Linked DNA regions of Gossypium hirsutum: region 2 is linked to region 1. The links are chromatin contacts, called in public Hi-C maps. All regions are on one chromosome and are shown on one strand. Each heading gives the region's core, a stretch centred on a gene start, on an enhancer-like site or on the middle of the called end of the contact. The rest is flanking DNA. Distances are from core to core; before and after follow the strand shown.

Region 1 (3,807 bases), core at 142-2,641:
TTCTGAACCAGACCACAAATCCCCTGAATCAAAGTAAAACAAAAACAAAAATTAAAGCAAATAAGATTATGTCAAAAGAGATCATCATTCTTACCACTGGACGCGAGCAAGCAATTGTAACAGGAAACTTTGAGTAGGGATGCATAAATAGTTCTTGAAGATACATTTTGCTCTTCTTGACATGTATTTATTAGAGACGAATTTCAGTTTTAAGAATAAACAGTTTATGGAGGATGGAGTTTTTTAACTAAAAATTTCTAGATCCATGCCAGGCTATGTGTTTGCTCCTTGGCTTTTCAGAGGCAAGGTGGTGATAATTAAAACTTTCAAAATCTAAAAATATGCTAATCTATTATTAATCAACCGTCCATCAAAATTGCACGTAACACATTCAATAGAGGTTAGATTGAGAGTTCTCATTATTACTATTACAAGTAATCTATTAATTTCTTGTAAATGTTCTGGCAGTGGATCCACATTAATAGGGAGAAAACCAAAAGCATAAGTAGAGAAAAGCAAAAGGGAAAACAGACCATAACAAGTGAAAACAACGGAAAGCACGGGGCCGCGATGAGCCTGCCAACACCACCCTTCCTTAAACCCACCACTCTCACAATCCATCTTCCAGCCTCTGATCTTTCCATCCTTATGCCCACTCCAGACAACTCCATTCCCCTCATCCCCCACCATACACATCACCGCCGCATTCCCATTCCCGTTCCCATTCGATAATATCGCCGACGACTCCCTAAACGGCGCAGCCTCCTCCTCCTCCCCTTCCTCGTATAAATCTTTCAATTCCCAAACCCTGACAGCGCCGCTCTCGCTGCCGGCCCAAAGCTGCCCGTCGGTAGAGGCAATCGTTTTCAAGAAGCGGCCGAATTGGGTCTCCCTGAGGGGATGTGGTCGAAGCTGGAGGTAGGGAGGGCGATTAGGGTGGAGGGGTTTGCGATCAGGCAGGGTGAAAATGCCTTGGCCACCGCCTTTAGCCACAAACTCAGGTAGGGAGGGTTTGGGACGAGAGGTGTTTTGCGGTAGAAGATTGCGGTCAAGGAATTGGATCATGTAGTCGAGGCGTCGGTTGGTGGAGTGGAGGGAAGGGTAAGAGGGATGCGAATCATCGTCGGAAGAGGACGCGTAACGGTCGAAGATTCTGGGACTAAGATCGGGAACGTCGTCGTTGGCGTCCATGTCGGGATGTAGAACCTAGTGTGTTATTGGTTAGAGAATGAATAAGTGAGGAGGAAATTTGACTCTGGAGCGACATTTAGCTAGTTATTCACGCTTTCAGCCGCATACCCCGCAGTAACGTAACTACAATTAAAGTTTTTCCTTCCGATAAATTAAAAGTTTACAACACCTCTATTCTCAATTTCATCCCTCCCTCCCTCCCTCAGTTGGATTCTTTTTGTACTTTTTATACATATGAGGATTGAATTTTAATAAATTAAAATAGAGAGGCTCATTCTTAGTTTTCATAAAACAGGGAATGAACTTCAAATTAGACCTTACACAAAACATGTCGTCCAATTAATTCCAAAAAAAAAAAACCAATTCTTAAAATATAAATGAAAATAATTAAATTGTTAAAAGAATGAAAAACATGCCACCGACTAAATATTGTTGAAGATGTGTTGTCAGGCGAGGTTGACCAGAAAACCATTTCACCAAAATAGGTTTCTTATGTTTATATAAAAACAATGAAATGTAACCATTTTTTTGGTAAGGGTAAACTACATCATTAGTTAATAAATTATAAATAAATTTTTGTTTTAATTATTTAATTAAAAAAATTATAATTTAATTATTAAATTTTTTGAAATAGTTTTTTTTTTAATTTTCCTTCTTTTAAGTGACACTTTTTTAGTTTGAATAATACTAATTTTAGTACTTAATTTTTATACTTTCTATCAATTTAACTTTGATTATATATAAAATAATAAAATTTGAAATTCTTTTAAAAAAATTAGAAAATTCTAAAATTTAAAATTAAAGTAAATAAATTTTTTTTAAATTGATAAAGTGAGAAAATGAGATAAATTTGTTTTTAAACCCTCCAAATACAATACCCATTTTTAAAAAATAGAAAAAAAAAAAGACAAATTATTGCTTCTTCTTTTTTTACCTCTTTTGTTTCTTACCATGACTTTTTTTTAAAAAAATAGAATATAATTTTTATTTATAGTTTGGGTTTTGAAAAGTAATTTAAATGAATTAAAATTTTGAATTGAGTCTGAAAAAAGAAAATTTTATAGTATATTTTATATTTTTTTTGCTAAAAAAATTGTATGCATGGAACTTGATTAGAAGATGTTATTAATTTGGTTTCGAGAAATATTGAGGAAACATGTAATGATTTAACTTTTTTGTTGTGTTTTGTTTTTATTTGTTATTGGATTCTATTGAATGATAAGTTTTTTTTTTGTTTTTTTATTTCCCATATATATTAGTTTTTCAACAATAATATTTTATAGATTTTATTTATCTATAATTTTTATATAGAATTTTCTATTTTTAAAATAATTTTAAGTTTTTTTTATAATTTTTATATAGAACTAGGGTCAAATTGACAAAAAAATATAAAAGTTAAGGACTAGAATTATTATTATACCAACTAAAAAAGTTCCACTTAACTACTGAGTAACCACAATAAATAATTTTAGAAAACTAAGTGACCGAAGTGTAACTTTTTTTAATTAACTGATCAAAACAAAATCGTACTCATAATTTAATGACTAATGGTATAATTTACCCTTTAATTAATCTAAATCTCCCCCATTGTTTCTTTTGCAAAGTTAGTGTTTTGTATTGTTCAACAATTTTAAGAATAATATAGGATATTAGCAAAACATCATTTTGAAAATGGTTAGACGATTTTAAACATTTTGATTAAGGAAAGGGGAGGAAGTGATAAACTTCATTAATCTATTCTTGCGTTTTAACATGTTTTTAGCATTTTTTATAGGAAATGTTATAATGATTTAGTGAAATGTTGGCTGAAGTTGACATTTGTGTTCAATTATTTTCTTAGGGAAGTATAGAATTTGATGTACGATTATTTTCAGAGAAAAAAAGTTTGTTGTTACTTTGTTGTTCCTATTTGATATTCTTGAAAATCAATACCCATTTCTCTCTTCAATTATTTCATCATATGCTTAATGCTTCATGTTTGTTTTTAGTGGTGATTGTTTATCTTTCATATTCTCTTTTATTTGAAATTATTTGGATTAATGTGTATTTTCGAAGAAATTTCAAAGTTGAGAGCTCTACTTTAAACTATAATTGTTAAAGCCAAGGTTGTCCAGCAATGCTTTTTCAATTACCTATCAATTAAATCGAAAGGTTACAAGCAGATTTAAAAGTATGCGTGAGAGTAATTAAGAAAGGGCGAGAGGGACTTAAGCAAAAGCTCATGAAAGAATTGGAGATGCTATTGGCAAAGGAGAGGATTGATGAAACAATGGAAAAAATTGTTGATACTAAGATTCATTTGAATTTGGAAATGGATAAAGATGAAGCTTACTAGGAGCAAAGGGCAAGGGAAAATTGGTTGAAAGCAGGGGACAAGAATACAACTTTTTTTCATAGATTTTCCTTTTTTCGAAGACGCATCAATACTATATCTAAGCTGGAATTAGATGGGGGAGGAGAGACTACTGAAGTAAGAGAGATTAATGAAGTTGCTACCTTATTTTTCCAGGAGTTGTTCACATTTAGGAGAGTTGGGGATCTTTCTTATCTCCTATCGGGTATTGAAAATAAAATTTCTCCAGATATTAATTCTGTTTTACTATCAACTTTTACAGA
Region 2 (3,561 bases), core at 40-2,539, 660 kb before region 1:
CAAACAGATTATAGTGCAAAAAGGGATTGTTGAAATGTTTGTTGAAGTAACTACGAAAAAATCAACTTCAGTTTACACCCAGTTCAAACAATTTACAATGAGACAGCCTAAAATTTTGGCCAGCATACCTTCGCATTAGGAACCTCCATTTTGCGCGTAATAGTTGTACCATCATCAACCTCCTGCTGAGGCAAGTCATCAGAAGGTTGCTTATTATCCTCTTTAGCAGGTTCTTGACCGTTATCTGCCTCAAAACTCTCAACTTTACCTAACTCAGCATCAGCAGTTTCAGGATTATCTGCAGACTGCCCATCTGTTTCCTCTGCAGTTCCTTCATATTGCTCAGGTTTTACAGTTTCTTCAGCCTCCTTTGCAGGAGAATCACCATCCTCTGCTTGCTTGTTAAGCTCATTTTGCTGCAAACCCTCCTCTTCCTCCTTGGCAGGTTCATGCGATTTCTCAGCTTCAAATCCATTCTCACTGGCTGTTATTTTAAGCATAAAGACCATGGAATCAGAATAGTTAGATATGCAAAGCAATAAAAATATGAACTAGCCATAAACCATGTTTTGTTTTGATATCACTGTTGCTATTTGTTTTTGCTTTCTGCACAAAATTGGAAAGGGAAAAAAAAAACAAGGTGTTCACTCATAGGCTCCATCAAATATTGGCTCTTGATTTTAGCAATTTTTAAACATGTAAAAATAAATGATAGAAAAAGAAAAATTAGTAAAGTAACAACCAAGCGGAGCCTTAATCTTCTCACTTCGTATTCACCTAGCACATAAAACTCGCAATTCCTGAACATCTTCAGTTTTCCAAAAAAGCTGTTTTACCATAGAAAAGTTTCAATTAACCCTAAAGCTACAATCATTTAAGCCCTCAAATCATTTCCTAATATAGTACATAAACCCCAAAAAAAGGGAACATGTTCATTACCCAAGCCATCGGTTTTATCGTCGTCGAGCCTAGGGCGTTTTGCCTCGGACAAATCAGATGGTGCAGCATCGTTATCTTGGGCATCAGGGTCTAAAGCAGAGTCCCGAGGCATGTTGTCGGCATGGGGGTCGTGGGGCTCAACATCCTCGAGTTTTCGCTTAAGATCGGAAGGGACGGGGCTGGGTGCAGGGGCTACGGCCTCTTCCTCCGCCATCAAAATGTACGGAAAAGGAGAAGTAATCTAGGGTTTGGAGAAAAGAGCAGAAATAGCGAAGAAATGGAAGTGTTGGATGAGGATGCTAGTGTGTAAGAGATAAAAGATCGTGTTTGTATGTCATGTATTACATTAGGGTTTAAGGCCAATTTATAGCTGCAAAATATCACATTTCACATTTCGCAATTTCTTTTATTTCTTTGGCCCACTCTCCAGTCTTCTTTTTATTTTCTTGAAAAAAAAAATCTTTAGGTGTGAGAAAATATTTTTGTTTTTCTTTATTTCCCAAAATTGGATTTTTTATATTTAAATTTAAATTATTTTTGTTTTTATTTATCTGTTTTTTAAATTTTAAAAAATAAACTATTTTTTAAAAAGGAAGAAGTTTTCTTTAGTAATTTAAATAAATAATAATAGAAAATAATTAAAAATCAACACCTGTCATTTTTTACTAAATTTTTTTGTGAATCCCTAATTTAAGAAGCTATAAATAGGCAAATAAATTTGTTAATTTTTTGCAATAAACAAAAATAAGTTATGATGTTTGTTCTTTACAGTATATCCTACATAATGGTTGCCAACTTATTGAGATTTGAAGGACATGTAGCCCAAAGTGTAGTTACATTAGAGTATTCTTGTATTACTTAGCTTCGCAACAATATGAGTATAGGTCCACTTGACGAGAGAATCCTGCTTTAATTAAGGGGCATTGATTTCTATCACACAAGTCAAATTGAGAGAGTTACTTACATTTTGTCATTCTTATCCACTCTGATTAAACGATGGAGACCGAAGACCCATATGTTTCATCCCTTATACGGCTAGGCGATAATAAAACTGGAAGATGTAGCATTGCTAACAAGGCTTCTAGAAGACGAGCATATTGTGATGGGAAGCTTTGAATTTAATCTACAAGATAACCTTTATGCAAAGTTCAGAACTGATACAAACCTTTCGGTGGATTTCAAATGGCACCAAGTGAAGTTAGATTAGTTGAAGAAGTGACTTAGGAATCTCCTAGGGAATTCAACATCCATTTAGATCGATTGCCATGCTCGAGCATACATTCTTCACCTAATCGGAGGTGTGTTGATGATAGAAAATCCTGGCAACTTAGTTCATACCTTGTACTTCCCATTTTTATCTAACTTTTAAATTGTTGGTACATATAGTTGGGACCCTGCCATTTTACCTATATAAAGCATTGTGCAAGAGGTGTAAAGTGCGGAGTAAGGAAGTGAATGGATGCCTTGTGATTTTACAATTGTGGAAGTAGTATCAACTTTTGCTCATAGACTTCTACCATCTAAACCTTTTAGCTTCCCACTAGCCAGAAGGTAAGTAGAACCCTAAACCATGAAATCAATGTTTATAGCCTAAATGTCTTATATTTGTAATAACATTATGTAATTTAATAGATAGTCTAAGTAATGTGATTGTACAACATATAGGAAGGTCGATTTGGTATTGATACAATAAGTAATTCATAGGAAATCAAATGATTTGGTATCGATATAGTACTATAGATGTGAATTAAATGTTAAATGAAATATGCGAATTAAGTTTTTATGTTATGTTTGTGAAATCATAAAAAAGATTTTGATATGTGAATGTGAAAGTTGATTAGTAACTATATGTGCTAAAGTAAAAACTATAAGTTATCAAGTTAATTTAAATGATTTTATGTTTTGGAAATAAATTAAAAGTTTAAGTATGTTAGTGAAAGAAACTGTATGAATAAATGTTATTATTAAAAAATAATTAAATTGTAAATATATAAAAATGGTAAGATTGAATTCAATTGAGTACTTACTAAGTTATTCATGTAGTTGAACACATTTATTTTTAAAACGTGCAGGTAAAAGATAAAGTTAAAAATGAATCAAGGATTGTAACTTCAATTTGGATCACATCACTCAGCAATCTCCAAGGACAAGTTTTGGTATAAAAATTTTGGACTTTAGAATGGCATGTACTTAAGTTTAAATATGGTATTTGTATGTGCGTCCTAGTGGAAATACTTGATAAATTTTTTAATATTATGTTAGCTTAGTGACTTGGTTAATTTAGCAACTTAATGACTAAATATGACACATATTGCTCTAGTTATCGATTTAACTTAGGTGAGGGGTGTTACATTTGCAAACTTTATGCTCATTTCCTTAAGCTATATATTAGGTAGGTTGCACCATGTAGATGATTTCTTCAAGATAGCCATTTAGAAACACTGTCTTGACATCCATTTTTCAGGTCTCATAATCGAGAGCTATCGCAATGGATAAACAAAGCGAATCGACTTGACCATCGCTACTGGAGAGAAGGTTTCCTCGTAATCAATACCTTTTTTTGTGTAGCTTTTTGCCACAAGTATGGCCTTATAGGTTTCAACCTTTCCTTCCACATTTCTC

Evidence for each region. Hi-C and Micro-C count contacts between places; a contact is called where the count stands out from the background.
Region 2: a contact with region 1 is called in a Hi-C map of leaf, with 1.9 times the contacts expected there. The contact joins the promoter of LOC107939038 here to the promoter of LOC107895048 in region 1. A contact is called at or near these places in 2 of 34 Hi-C or Micro-C datasets (both in leaf).

Annotation. Positions count from the first base shown.
Region 1 is chrA13:81,230,333-81,234,139 of Gossypium_hirsutum_v2.1, reverse strand. It overlaps LOC107895048 (type II inositol polyphosphate 5-phosphatase 15), which reads right to left and starts at 1,391. Exons shown (of 10, transcript XM_016820243.2): 1 at 534-1,391; 2 at 1-23. The coding sequence starts at 1,191.
Region 2 is chrA13:81,892,572-81,896,132 of Gossypium_hirsutum_v2.1, reverse strand. LOC107939038 (far upstream element-binding protein 2) reads right to left here and starts at 1,289. Exons shown (of 7, transcript XM_016872324.2): 1 at 940-1,289; 2 at 129-484. The coding sequence starts at 1,153.